Regions from separate parts of the Danio rerio genome. Here region 2 is linked to region 1. The links are chromatin contacts, called in public Hi-C maps. All regions are on one chromosome and are shown on one strand. The core of a region is the stretch at or near the end of the contact, and the rest is flanking DNA. Distances in the headings are between cores, read along the strand shown.

Region 1 (6,735 bases), core at 3,808-6,307:
CAAATCTCTCATTAATAAATTAATATTTTCTATAGGATGCTTTACAATATTATATTTGTGCATATACATTAGTTTAATCAGTTCTGAAGAAATATCTGAAGCTTATCTAACAGAATAACTTACAATAATGGTTCAAAAATTAGTAGCCCAAATTTATATCTTAGGGAAAAATATTGAATACAAATTTTCCAAAAAAGCAAAAATCAAGTAAAACAAAACAGAATATTTAGTTGAAAGGTTGCAGTATTGTGCATGGATTTAAATTTATTATTTTTTCATTTCTAAAGACGTTATGTGACTAAAATATTACGTCAATTAATATATCTGCTTAGTATATTTGTTTTGTTTAAATGCATTAAAATGTATTGCCTATATTCACTGAGAAATGGATAAAAATATTCATTCTCAAAATGAGGTACACTCATATATGCTGAGCGCTGTATAACTGACATTTTTAAACAGTATTTTTTTACATGAATGACATTTGTTAATCATGGTAAAATTGTATGATATAGTCATTATTTTTACTCTGCAAAATCTACAACTACCATATTGTATTAAACAATATTGTGAAACACACACACACACACACATACACAAAATCTTTGAAACACTAATCGACCAAATGCTGCAAAAATTGGGGCAATCCCGAAATTTGAAGTCCTCTCAGAAGGAAATTAGGGGATTCACAGATCATTAAATGTCTGTGTTGTTAGGAGGAGGGATAGGAATGTGTGAACAGTTCTATTGTCCTCATGTCTGTGGCTATTGATGCTGAAAGAAAACTATTTAATTGATTACCTTGGACACAAAGAATATGTGCAGAAAAACTAGAAAATCTGGCAAAGGGGCCTAATTTAGTGTGCATGTGAAAGACCTTTTGAGAACGACCAAGTGTTTGAATGTCAAATGATGGGACCCCCGAGCATAATGATTTTTAAGCTAATTTTATACTGTTCATGTTGAATGAATCTACATAATGCATGTTCAATAGCAGATATAGACAGCAGTAATATAGATATTGCAGTAAACACACTTTTAGTGATCAAACCACTGAAGTATTCTGATATTTAACACTATTTTGTCTTAGGTAATTATCTGCAAATATGCCATGTGACAATGAACCTAGGAGGTTAAACAGGGGTAAGAACCCAAATGCCACCTTCTGACAGTTCCTTCCTCCGTCTCCTACAGCAGATTGTGTTGTGACACACGGGACTGATGATTATTCAGCTCCACCTGCTTTCCTGTACTTTGTGTCCTGCTGCTACAGCAGGGGAATTCTGCTCTCATACATACTTTATGCGGTCTCCAGTCCTGCTACAGATACTATAAACCACATCCACGATACCACAACCAGGTACAGTAGGTTGAAGGTGTATTTGATACACTTTTAACAAAGAAACAGGGGTTATTTGGTTCATAATCATAGGGGAACCACTTTGAGACAGATCTACTAGCATATTGGGTAACACTTTCAGGTCAAATCATGCTCTTAACTACTGGATTATTATTGGCCTATTATTAAGATATTAACTGTTCATTAGGAGTATGAGCTAATTCTGCATTCCTAATCCTACTTAAAACCTAAACCCAACTTTTAATAAACAGTGAATTAGTAGTTTATTAAGCTAATAGTGTCATTTAATGGTTTGTTAATACCGTGAAGTATGACCTAAACTAAAGTGTTACCGCATATTGCGCAGCACAAACTTTTCTTGTCTTTTGGGCTTAAAACAGTACTGTTGGTTTTAACTAAACACATTTGTGTGATCTGTTTTCCTTGCAACTTAACTGTCATAAACACAAAGCTGTCAAAATGTATGTGATGGGATCGATCTCACATAAATACATATAAATAATGCTGGATATGGCTTAATGTAAAAAGGCATGTGAGGTGCTATTCTGAAGTCTTTCCCCTTCCATATACAATGTTTTTGCTGTTGTCTTGTGGTCACTTATATTAAGCCTGTCAACTTTGTGTCCATTCTTCAGCCAACAAATAAATAGTACTAAATAAAACAAAATGCATGTAAATAAAATGATATCTTTGTTCAATATGTGCACCATAGCTGCTTTAATTAAATAACAACAAGCAGGCTAACTATGACATCAGGAATATGGCTTATTCCCCCATATATTTGTCTAGTTCACTCATAGCCAGTGGTGGAAAGAGTACTGAAAAATCAGACTTACGTAAAAGTACCATTGCCTAAAAATGTAGTGCAAGCAGAGTAAAAGCATCTGTTGTAAATATTACTCAAAGTATGAGTTAAAAATAGACCTTTCAAAAGTGCTTAAGAGTAGTGAGTAGTGAGTATTACACTATAAAAAGCTGATGCATTTACATGTAGTTTGTGGATGTGTGTAAACGTAACATTCTGTAGCGCATTAGTTTTGCCCAGCAGGCACACAATATTATAAGATGTCAATATTAGGTTAGATTCAGGTGTGATGTCAGGTGACCAAAATTCAATGTCTAGCCAGTGTCTAATTATTAGGTTGTGTTAGACAGTGACCAAAATCCAACGTCAAGCCAACATCTTAAACCAACTGACATTTATTCGTCAGGTATGGTAACCAAAATTCAACGTCTGATACGTCAAGCTGTAACATTATTAGACGTTGATATTTGGTCGATTTTAGGTTGGACGTTGGACATAGGGGTTCTGGTGTGATTTTAGGTTGGATGTTGGGGTTCTAATGTCAGCCAGATTTTCATTTTATTTTAGATTTTTAATATAAATTAAACTTTACTGGCATTCAGTGTGGACAGCAAAGTAAGAATTTAATTGTACAGGAAACCTTTTCCTTAATGTGGATATGACAATAAACACTTTGATTCTTGTATCTATGATTACAAGCTAAGAACCACATTAGAACCATTTTATTTTTAAATCTATAATAACTTTACAGTCAAATTACTGTATAAACAAAATATTGCAATTTAACTACAAACAATTTCCTGGAAATGCATTGTGACATGATAACAGTTGATCTATCTAACAACAGAGCAAAGGCAAAAAGTACTGCTCTAAACCATTGCTGTGAAATTACCATCTAATTTCAGTGAGAAGAATAATTTAATTAATAGGGGATGGGGAGAGAAGTGTTTGCGTAAGTCCATTCCTCTCTCAGCCTGCTGTCTCTGAGGTGTTTTACATACAAATATAACCTTGAAAGTGTCAGAGCCAGCGTGCCTGGTGTCTATCAGACCACTTTAGCCTTCTGAGACTCCCAGAGGGCTGAAATTCTCTACTGGCCCATCAGGCCAATAAACTTTTGGCCTCCCACCTAAATACATGTGTCCAAAACAAACACAGACAGGGATCAAAGAGTAATTTGTCAAAAAATCCAGCCAGTTAGTAATGTAATCAAAGCTTTTCATGGTTTTAATCAAGGGGATTTTTCATCCGAGTCATGTTACTTTACTGTAAAAGTACTTAAAATAAGCCAAGCATGTTGAAATATATAACTAGAGGATGACTATAATTCTGTTTTCAGGGAAGGGGGATTTTAATTTTAATTTAGGTGGACATTTGAGATTATTGATGATTTTAAAGATCTCAGAAATAAAAGGAAAACCCCTCAAAGTCCTCTTGTGAAAGAGTGTAGGCAGTTCACATGTCATTAGGTGAAAGTAAAGTCATCGGGTGGAGAGACAAATGTGTGAATAAGTCTATTGACCTCATGTTTGTGGCTATTGGTGCTGAATACAAACAATCTAATTAATTACCCCAGAGACAATGAAGATGCCAGAAAAGTCAACTGGCATGATTTAGCTTGTATGTGACAGACATTCAGTATAAGGTACTATATCAAATGCTTCTCAAATGAGACCCAAGGCTGCATCCAAAATCACACACTCTCGAATATGTGCTTATTTTGGATCAACTATGTTGAAACCAAAAAATGTATACTCTAATGTCCATAATTAATTATGGTTTATTAAGTTGTAACCACTCACTGATTACATTTGTACAGGGTGCGAATTAGCCAACATGGGTGGTTTGGGGGGATAGACCCCCCCTAATGAATGCTTGATCCCCCTATAGGTGTCAAAACAAGATGTATGGGTCAGCCCTTTAATAGTGAGAAATTGTTTTTCCTGATCTGTATCTTAAATAATAATATTAATAATTAAAATAATAGATAAGACAAACTTACATTTGACCACCCCAAAATGGTTCATACCATAACAGGGGTTCATGTATAATTGTGCCAATTAGTCTTTGCAAGACTCATTCAACACTTAACCAGCAGATCTAGAGCAGCTATGGATATCGTAAATGGTCACGAGACAGTTTTCCTGTAAAATAGGTGTTTATATTTACATAGAGCCTAAAAGAAAAATTAGACACGTAATTTAAATAGTTTAAGCTAGTAACCTCTGAAATAATCAGGTACTGTATTTCAGAATACATTTATTGTCCCTTAAAACACTGAAAACTTTTTATGTCATTTAAATAAATAGATCAATTTAATTCACTGAAAACTTAACAAAAAATTAAATAAAATTGACCCCCTGATCGCCAATGTATAATTCACATCCTGCATTTGTACAATAGTTTTACTACAAATACCATGGTTAAGATGTGGTTGGAGTGGAATACTCATGGTTAATTGGTTACTATAGTTTTGTATCTCTTTTATCTGTAGTATCACATGGTTAATATCCATAAGTGATGAATTTGTGCAGTATGAATGGATAGTTATCTGGATGTTGACGTGTTGCATCCAATTTATTTGCCTACTTTTTAAATTCAGACATAGGCTAATTATTCTGTCACATCCTGTTTTTAACAGCCCATAAGACTCTTTTGTAGCCACAAAATAACCCTAGCTTGGTCATTTTGATCAGATAGGGATATAAAACTAGCACATTTTCCATGGAATATTGAAGTCATTAGACAGGAAGAGACTAAAGTTTCCCAAAAGGCTGAGTCGTCGGGAAAATACATTTCTAGACAGAGAAAAGAATGCAAGACGTCATGCGCATCGTGCACGCTGATTGGCTGTGGTGCGGCATATATAAACCCCCAGTCCACAGTTCAATCACTTCGGCTGCAAGCAACTCGTGTAGTATAGTGTATATATCCACCACAGGAACGCTTGTGCACTCGCGCATCCTCGTGCTGCTCTGTTTTAGATCGGTTTGTTTTCGGATTACCTTGTTCGGTTATTTAAAAGCGCTAAACAATGAAGGAAAGAAGAAACGCACAGCCACTGGTGGTCAGATGCAAACTGGTGCTGGTTGGGGATGTTCAATGCGGGAAGACTGCGATGTTACAGGTTTTGGCGAAGGATTGTTATCCGGAGGTGAGTACAGAATTTCTGAGGCCATGTATTAAGATCTCCCTAACAACACAACTGTTGTTTCTTTCATGCATGTCGATTGTATCGTGACATTCTTTGGTTACCAATTCCGTTATATGATCATATAGTTTATTTGAATGGCACAACAAAGTAAGACAAATATTATAAACTATTTAATACAGAAAATGAACGCATTAAATTCCAAGCGGTTTGTTGTGCACTAATGCAGCATCACATGCATGATAATCGGTGCTAATATGTTGCACCTCTTCCTCAGACGTATGTGCCCACAGTGTTTGAAAACTACACAGCCTGTTTGGAGCTCGATGACCAGCGTGTTGAATTGAGTTTATGGGACACATCAGGTAAGACCATACGGGTGAACGCTTTAAATGGATCAAAATGGACATTTCTAAATTTTCATGCCGTGCGACTTGGATAGAATCCTTTTCAGTTGTCAGTGAGGCAGAATGGGTGACAACATAATCACGTGAATCAAGGAAACTGCACAGTGTGTTAATAAAAGATTACATGGATATATATATATATATATATATATATATATATATATATATATATATATATATATATATATATATGAAAAACATAGATAATAGATAGATAGAACAGAAAATAAATTAGTGGCAATTGTGATTCAGATGCAAGTTCTGATATTAGCTGTTATCATTAATAACATTGGAGCAGACATGTTTGCAACACCATGTATATAAATAATTTTATTAGGATAATATAATATGTTTGAATCTGTGTAATTTGAAAAGAGCTGCACAGAAAGATATTTGTGCACTTTTGCTTGTGAGTGTATATGTAATCGGGTAAACACTGGAAATTGGAAACTACAGCATTGTTTGATGGTAAAAAAAAATGTTTCAGCATCATGCAGACTGTATTCACAAGTCTGAAACACTTCTTACAGTTGTACCATGTTGAATCTGATTAATGATCTGTTTGGGGAAACAGCCAGGCTTGTTTTGAACTATGTTGGCCAATCAAGTCATGCTAATTACTAAACTAGATCTGATTTGAGTTTTTATTTAAGTGCAAATGTTGTTATTTATGCTAATGCTGAAACACCGCTACAAAATGTAAATGTAGAATAATTGCAACAGATGTTCAGTTTGCAATGGAATAGCACACAAAAAATCCTTATACAGACTTTTTCATTTAAATCTCAACATGTGTGTATATATATATATATATATATATATATATATATATATATATATATATATATATATATATATATATATATATATATATATATATATATGTATATATAGTATATAGGTGTGTGTGTGTGTGTGTGTGTGTGTGTGTGTGTGTGTGTGTGTGTATATACATACATACAGTTGAAGTCAGAATTTCTAGCCCCTCTGAATTATTTGCCCCCCTGTTTAA
Region 2 (6,037 bases), core at 1,236-3,735, 37 kb after region 1:
TTTACCCATACCCAAATCCTTAATAAATAAAAATAAGTTACACATAAATTACCACTAGTCAATTATTTTTTCTGCAGGAATGAATAAGCAGAGTGATCTGTGTCATTAAAATGGCGTCAGAAAAACTTAGTTGGTAAGAAAATTGCACAACCAACAGAAACCAACTAACAGTATCTGAGGCTCAAATCTGCTGATTGCTGGAGCTCAGACTCGTGCATACCTGTGTGTGGTCACTTGATGTGCGTTTTCAGCGGTATAGTGTGGAGGGAGATCTTATCAGAAACGCTAGGTAAAACACAAGTGCGGACATGGATCGTTTTTATTCTAAAATGCCATTTTAAAACTAACTTTAGTGTAAACAGGTCCTAAGTGCGCGAGCGGGTTGCTGCTGCGACGGGGGAGCAGGGCGGAGGATCACGATGCCAGCTCAGCATCGTAATGCCTATCAGCCATCGGCGATGGATGATGGCATCGTCTATCGACCCAACCATAACTAGAATATTGCATAAAACATTTGCAAATAAAGCACAATTTCTTCTGAGTCGAAGAGGACAAAATCATTACTTCCTGATAAACTGGTTCCAAATATCAATAAAAAAGGACATTGCTGCAGTTGGAGAAGCCACTTGACCTTTTTTTATATATAATAAATGACCTGCACCTCAGAAGATTCAGACGAAACACAATGTATGTGTGGTGGCTTTAGAAGCGCAAAACCGTTCGTTGGAAGCATTTCAATTTTTTCAAAATTCCCCCAAAATTATTTGTGTTTGCAGGTTTAAAGGTGCTGTATGTAAGTCTGACATACAGTGGTCGAACTAGGTATTGCACTTCTGGTACAAAAAAAATGCAAGCACAGGTTGCCAGACTGAGAACCAAGGAGCGGGTCTGACGATTGACCCTAAAGGTAGATTTAAATCTTGTTCTATATAAAAGCAATGACACGTGATAGAAGATCTTGTTCTAAACAACACCTCAAATTTATATTTTAGAAATTAATTCAGTTTCTTGCAGCTGAACAACAGAAAAGTGACATTCTGTCGCGTTTCGCCTGGTGCAAACAGCCAAATTGCTCAGCACTGCAAATCTCATCATGGAGCGTGCTGTTAGTATACGGGGTTACAATGTAACCTGCTCACCTAAAGTTTACATTTCTAATATTTTTTGCTGATTATTACATACCTAAAATAATATTTTCACTAAACATCTTCAGAGATTAAAAGATATTACATTAAAATTCATGCGAAATATTAAGGAAAAAAGTTACAAACTACAAAATTTCAACAAAATTGTATAAATTTTTGTTTCTCTTGAATTTTGCTCTTTTAAAAAACTTTTTATTGACTATTTTTCACATGCATATAAATTTGGGAGTATTAATTTTAACTCGTTATCAAAAGTTATTTTGTTAGATAAGCTTCAGATTTGGTTTTAGTACTGACTAAACTAATGTATATGAACAAATATAACTTTGCAAAGCTTCCTATAGAAAATATTAATTTAAACAAGAGATTTGTGAGGTGTACTTATATATGCTGAGCACTGTAAATATATAATGTATAGTAATATATTATTGTAATAGGGTTATACATACCCAATTACAATATCAAGCATCATAGGTTTTTTGCTCTGTGTTCATTTTCTATCCAAATGATTTCTCGTAAACCCCTCTAAATGGCGCAAATGTATTCATGAAATGTTATTAACCACTATAAACAATACTGTTTACCCAAGCAAAATGTCTTTTCCATGCGTGTGCTCTTTTAATCATCCTGCAAGTAGCTGACAGTAGCCTGATCCTGTAGTCTCCCATGAGCACCCTGTCCACCCACTCGCTCTCTATAGGGCAAACACAGACATGATCAATTGTTCAGTGTTCCTAAAGCTCCGCCAGACTCGTTTTTTCCAAAAGCAGCACCAAAATCTTCCTTGTGTTTCTAGGACACATCCAAACACATTAAACGGTATGTCCTGTCCACAATTCAGTCAAGCAACTCAAGTGTTTCCGTGTTTCCTGTCTGGATGAGCAAATTTAGCTACGATTCAATTCATCTTTGTGCGTTTGTTTGGGTGATTCATACTGCTGCTAATTTAATCGTCTAATTAAATATTGGTTCCGATTATAACAATATCCGCATGCCTGCTCTGCATAAACCGAAACAAGACATAAACATTGAAAGATATGCACACACACACACACACACACATTGGCATTGTGCTTTTTCTCATGCCATCACTAGGCAACAGTGCACACAAAGGCTCTGGTCTGATGTGCCCAATGTGACAGTGTTGAATGCATTGAGTGGGGCAGCCGGAGCAAAGCCGTGGATTCAAGCCACAAGTCAGGTTTACTGGCATTGTTCTCATTACCTCCAAGCGAAAGAAACAGAACAAAATATCGGCGAGCACTCAAGCGTTGACCAACCGTGTCCTGCAAGTAAATCTGCCAAACAACAAGGAGGGGGGTAAACCACTGTGTACCGAACACGGCCAGGATGATTCATCCCTGTCAAAGCCAGACGACTCACCCAAATGCACAAATACGCTTTTTCAGTTTAAGTGCCAGAGCTGGATTACATGTAAGTTATATATGCTCTGGATTGAGGTCACCTTGTCTGAGGTTTTTATTTTTTGGAATAATGACTGAATATTATCCTGCATTTTTTTTGCATAGAATACATGTTTTTAAAAATCAGTTTAAAAAACTTTTATAAAAATAGATAAATGTACACTCACCGGCCACTTTTTTAGGTACACCTGTCCAACTTCTCGTTAATGCAAGTTTCTAATCAGCCAATCACAAGGCAGCAACTCAATGCATTTAGGCATGTAGACATGGTCAAGACGATCTGCTGCAAACGAAAGGTGATTTAAGTTACTTTGAACGTGACACGGTTGTTTCTAGAAACTGCTGATCTACGGGGATTTACACGCACAACCATCTCTAGGGTTTGGTCAGAAAAATAGAAAATATCCAGAAAGTGTCAGTTCTGTGGGCGCAAATGCCTTGTTGAATGATCAGAGGAGAATGACCAGACTGGTTCCAGCTGATAAAAAGGCAACAGTAACTCAAATAACTACTTGTTACAACTGAGGTTTTCGGAAGAGCATCTCTGAACGCACAACACAACAAATCTTGAGGCAGAAGGCCACACCGGGTGCCACTCATGTCAGCTAAGGACAGGAAACAGAGGCTACAATTCGCACAGGCTCACCAAAATTGCACAATAGAAGATTGGAACAACGTTTCCTGGTCTGAGGAGTCTCAATTTCTGCTGCAACATTCGAATGGTAGGGTTACAATTTGGTGCAACAACATGTAAGCGCGGATCCCCGCATCCTGCTTTGTATCAATGTCAGACTGGTCCAACCCAGTACGAGTAAGGTGTACCTTATACAGTAGCAGGTGAGTGTACAGATTTGTGCCCTGATATGTCCCAAAATCATGTTGAGACACAAAAAGTGTACGGTTAGTGTCAGTTATGTATTAAATTCAGGTTGTTTTTAGAAATTACTAATGTACAACGTACACATCAACAAATTAAAATAATCAACATACAATCCACAAATACTTGTACAATACACTTCAATTCAATCTGAAATTGAAAACACCCTAAGGCACAGGTGTCAAACTCAGTTCCAGGAGCCTCTGCACAGTTTAGCTTTAATCCTACTTTAAAAAGCCTGATCTCACTAACTGAGCCCATAAGGTTTGTTTGAAACCTGCAGGTACTGTAAGTGTGTTAAAGCATGGGTTCAAACTGCGGCCCTCCAGGAACTGAGTTTGACAACCCTGCAGGCATTTTTTTGCATTTTCCACTGTATTAGCAGTCACACCAGCAGATAAAGTTAAGTTAAAGTTATTTAAGACAATTTTAATAATTATACAGTGCATCCAGAAAGTGTTAATACCGCTTCATTTTTTCTACATATTTTTATGTTACAGCCTTATTCCGAATGGACTAAAATTATTTATTTCATCAGAATCCAACACACAATACAGCATAATGACAATGTGAAAAAATATTTTTTGAAATTGTTGCAAATTTATTAAATATAAAAACCAGAAAAATCACATGTACATAAGTATTCACAGCCTTTGAAGATCTAAATTGAGCGCAGGTACATTTTGTTTCCACCTATCATTCTTGAGATGTTTAAGCAGCTTAATTGGAGTTCACCTGTGGTAAATTAAGTTGATTGGACATGATTTAAAAAGGGAGATACACCTGTCTATATAAGGTCCGAGGGTTGACATTGCATGTCAAAGCACAGACCAAGCATGCTTTTGACCTCAGACTAAGGCGACGGTTCATCTTCCAGCTGGACAATGACCCAAAGCAAACCCCCTAAATATCAATGGAGTGGCTTCACAACTACTCAGAGAATGTCCTTGAGTGGCCCAGCCAGAACCCAGACCTAAGTCCTATTAAATATCTCTGGAGAAATCTGAAAATGGCTGTACACCATCAGTTCCCATCAAACCTGATAGAGCTTGAGAGGTACTGCAAAGAGGAATGTTCATACCTTTAGTAACTGTTATGTTTTTCTTTGCTTTGTTGGTCCATTTCTCTAAGTGTGAAAAATAAGAGTTGTCTGGAAAAAAGCTTGTGGCATTATATTCAAAAAGACTTGAGGCTGTAATTGCTGCCATAGGTGCATCAACAAAGTATTGAGCAAAGGCTGTGAATACTTATGTAGACAAGGTTTTTTATTTTTAATGAATTTGAAACAATTAAAAAAATATATTTTCACATTGTCAGAATGGGGTATTGTGTGTAGAATTTTGAGAAAATAAATAAATTTAATCCATTTTGGAATATGGCTGTAAGATAAAAAATGCAAGAAAAGTGAAGCGCTATGAATACTTTTCGAATGCACTGTAGTTGTCGGTTATCCAATATTAAATTCCAATATTAAATTCCAATATTTGTGCATCCCTAAAAATAGTGCATCTTTAGACCTTTCTTTAGTCAACATGAAAGCAGAGCCAGTTCTTGTTTCGAGACAAGCAGTTTGAAACACACAGACATCATTGAACATCATGAAATAACTGACCACTGCTTGACACAATTCAGATTTAAGTATTCCCGAGAGCAATGTAATAACGGTTATAAAACCCCCAAGGCCTTTTTCTCACTTCCATTGTGGCTACAATTCATAACGTGTTGTGAAGAACCATGAGATTTATCATAACGAGATCCAAAAAGTACATCTGTGCCATTAAGTAAAAAGAGAGAATTACACACTGTGGGAAAGTATTATATTGTGTCAGATCCTCACTTCCACCTTGCCGTCTTGTAGCCTGACCATTCAATACAGAGCAAAAAATAGCTGCCGTTATTGTTGAACTAAGGTTGTATTTTAAGGGTACAGCTCTTAAGGAAAAGCTGAGGATCGAGGAACTGAACTGAATGAGAAGTGATGTTAAAACCCAATGACAAGGCTGCAATTAGGAATAACAGTCCCTGAACAAGCACTTGGAGGATGTTTCTCCATGTACCCATACAGACTTATGGGAAGCCAAGCACAAAGTGAGCATGAAAGAGGTTATGTAAGAAACACACAGTGACTTTATGTTCTGTGCTGCTGATGGGATCCAAAAACAAGTCCTGTTTTTGGTATTTGATAGTACTTTTGTGATGCTTCACTGCTATTTTTTCACTTTGCAGTTGCTCTTTTTAATAGACAGGTAAAAAGGATTTGATTTGTACTAACAAAAAGTATCATGTGTGTACCTTGGCAGGTTTTACTACAACATCATGACGAAGAGTTAAATAATTGCATTGATCTGTGGTTCATAGATTGGAAAAGCACATGATCCACAGAAAAACTGCATATTATTTTACACTTTCAGATTGTGAAGTTTAAAGGTCCCGTAAAGTGCTTTGAAATGTGAGTTTTTTTTCTATTTGTAATTTGAATAAACGCATCATGAAGACAGGTGGGACTAGCCCCTTCCCTTTAAAAAAGCAGTCAGTAGAGTTAGGTTTTACCTCAGCTCTGCTGTATGCAAGATAGGCTCATTCTTAAAATG

Evidence for each region. Hi-C and Micro-C count contacts between places; a contact is called where the count stands out from the background.
Region 2: a Hi-C map of an unstated tissue shows a contact between it and region 1, with 2.1 times the contacts expected there. The contact joins the enhancer-like site here to the promoter of rnd1b in region 1. A contact is called at or near these places in 1 of 18 Hi-C or Micro-C datasets (an unstated tissue) and 1 of 4 datasets of contacts at active chromatin or transcription factors (gastrula embryo).

What each region holds. Positions count from the first base shown.
Region 1 is chr23:29,893,947-29,900,681 of GRCz12tu, forward strand. rnd1b (Rho family GTPase 1b) reads left to right here and starts at 5,058. Exons shown (of 5, transcript NM_001044396.2): 1 at 5,058-5,319; 2 at 5,594-5,681. The coding sequence starts at 5,200.
Region 2 is chr23:29,933,501-29,939,537 of GRCz12tu, forward strand. No RefSeq gene overlaps it. Among named protein-coding and RNA genes, the nearest start is that of dtx3, 33 kb to the right of the region's middle. Within about 2 kb of position 2,486, at least 14 of the 62 cell types and tissues checked have an H3K27ac peak or open chromatin away from gene starts, as enhancers often do.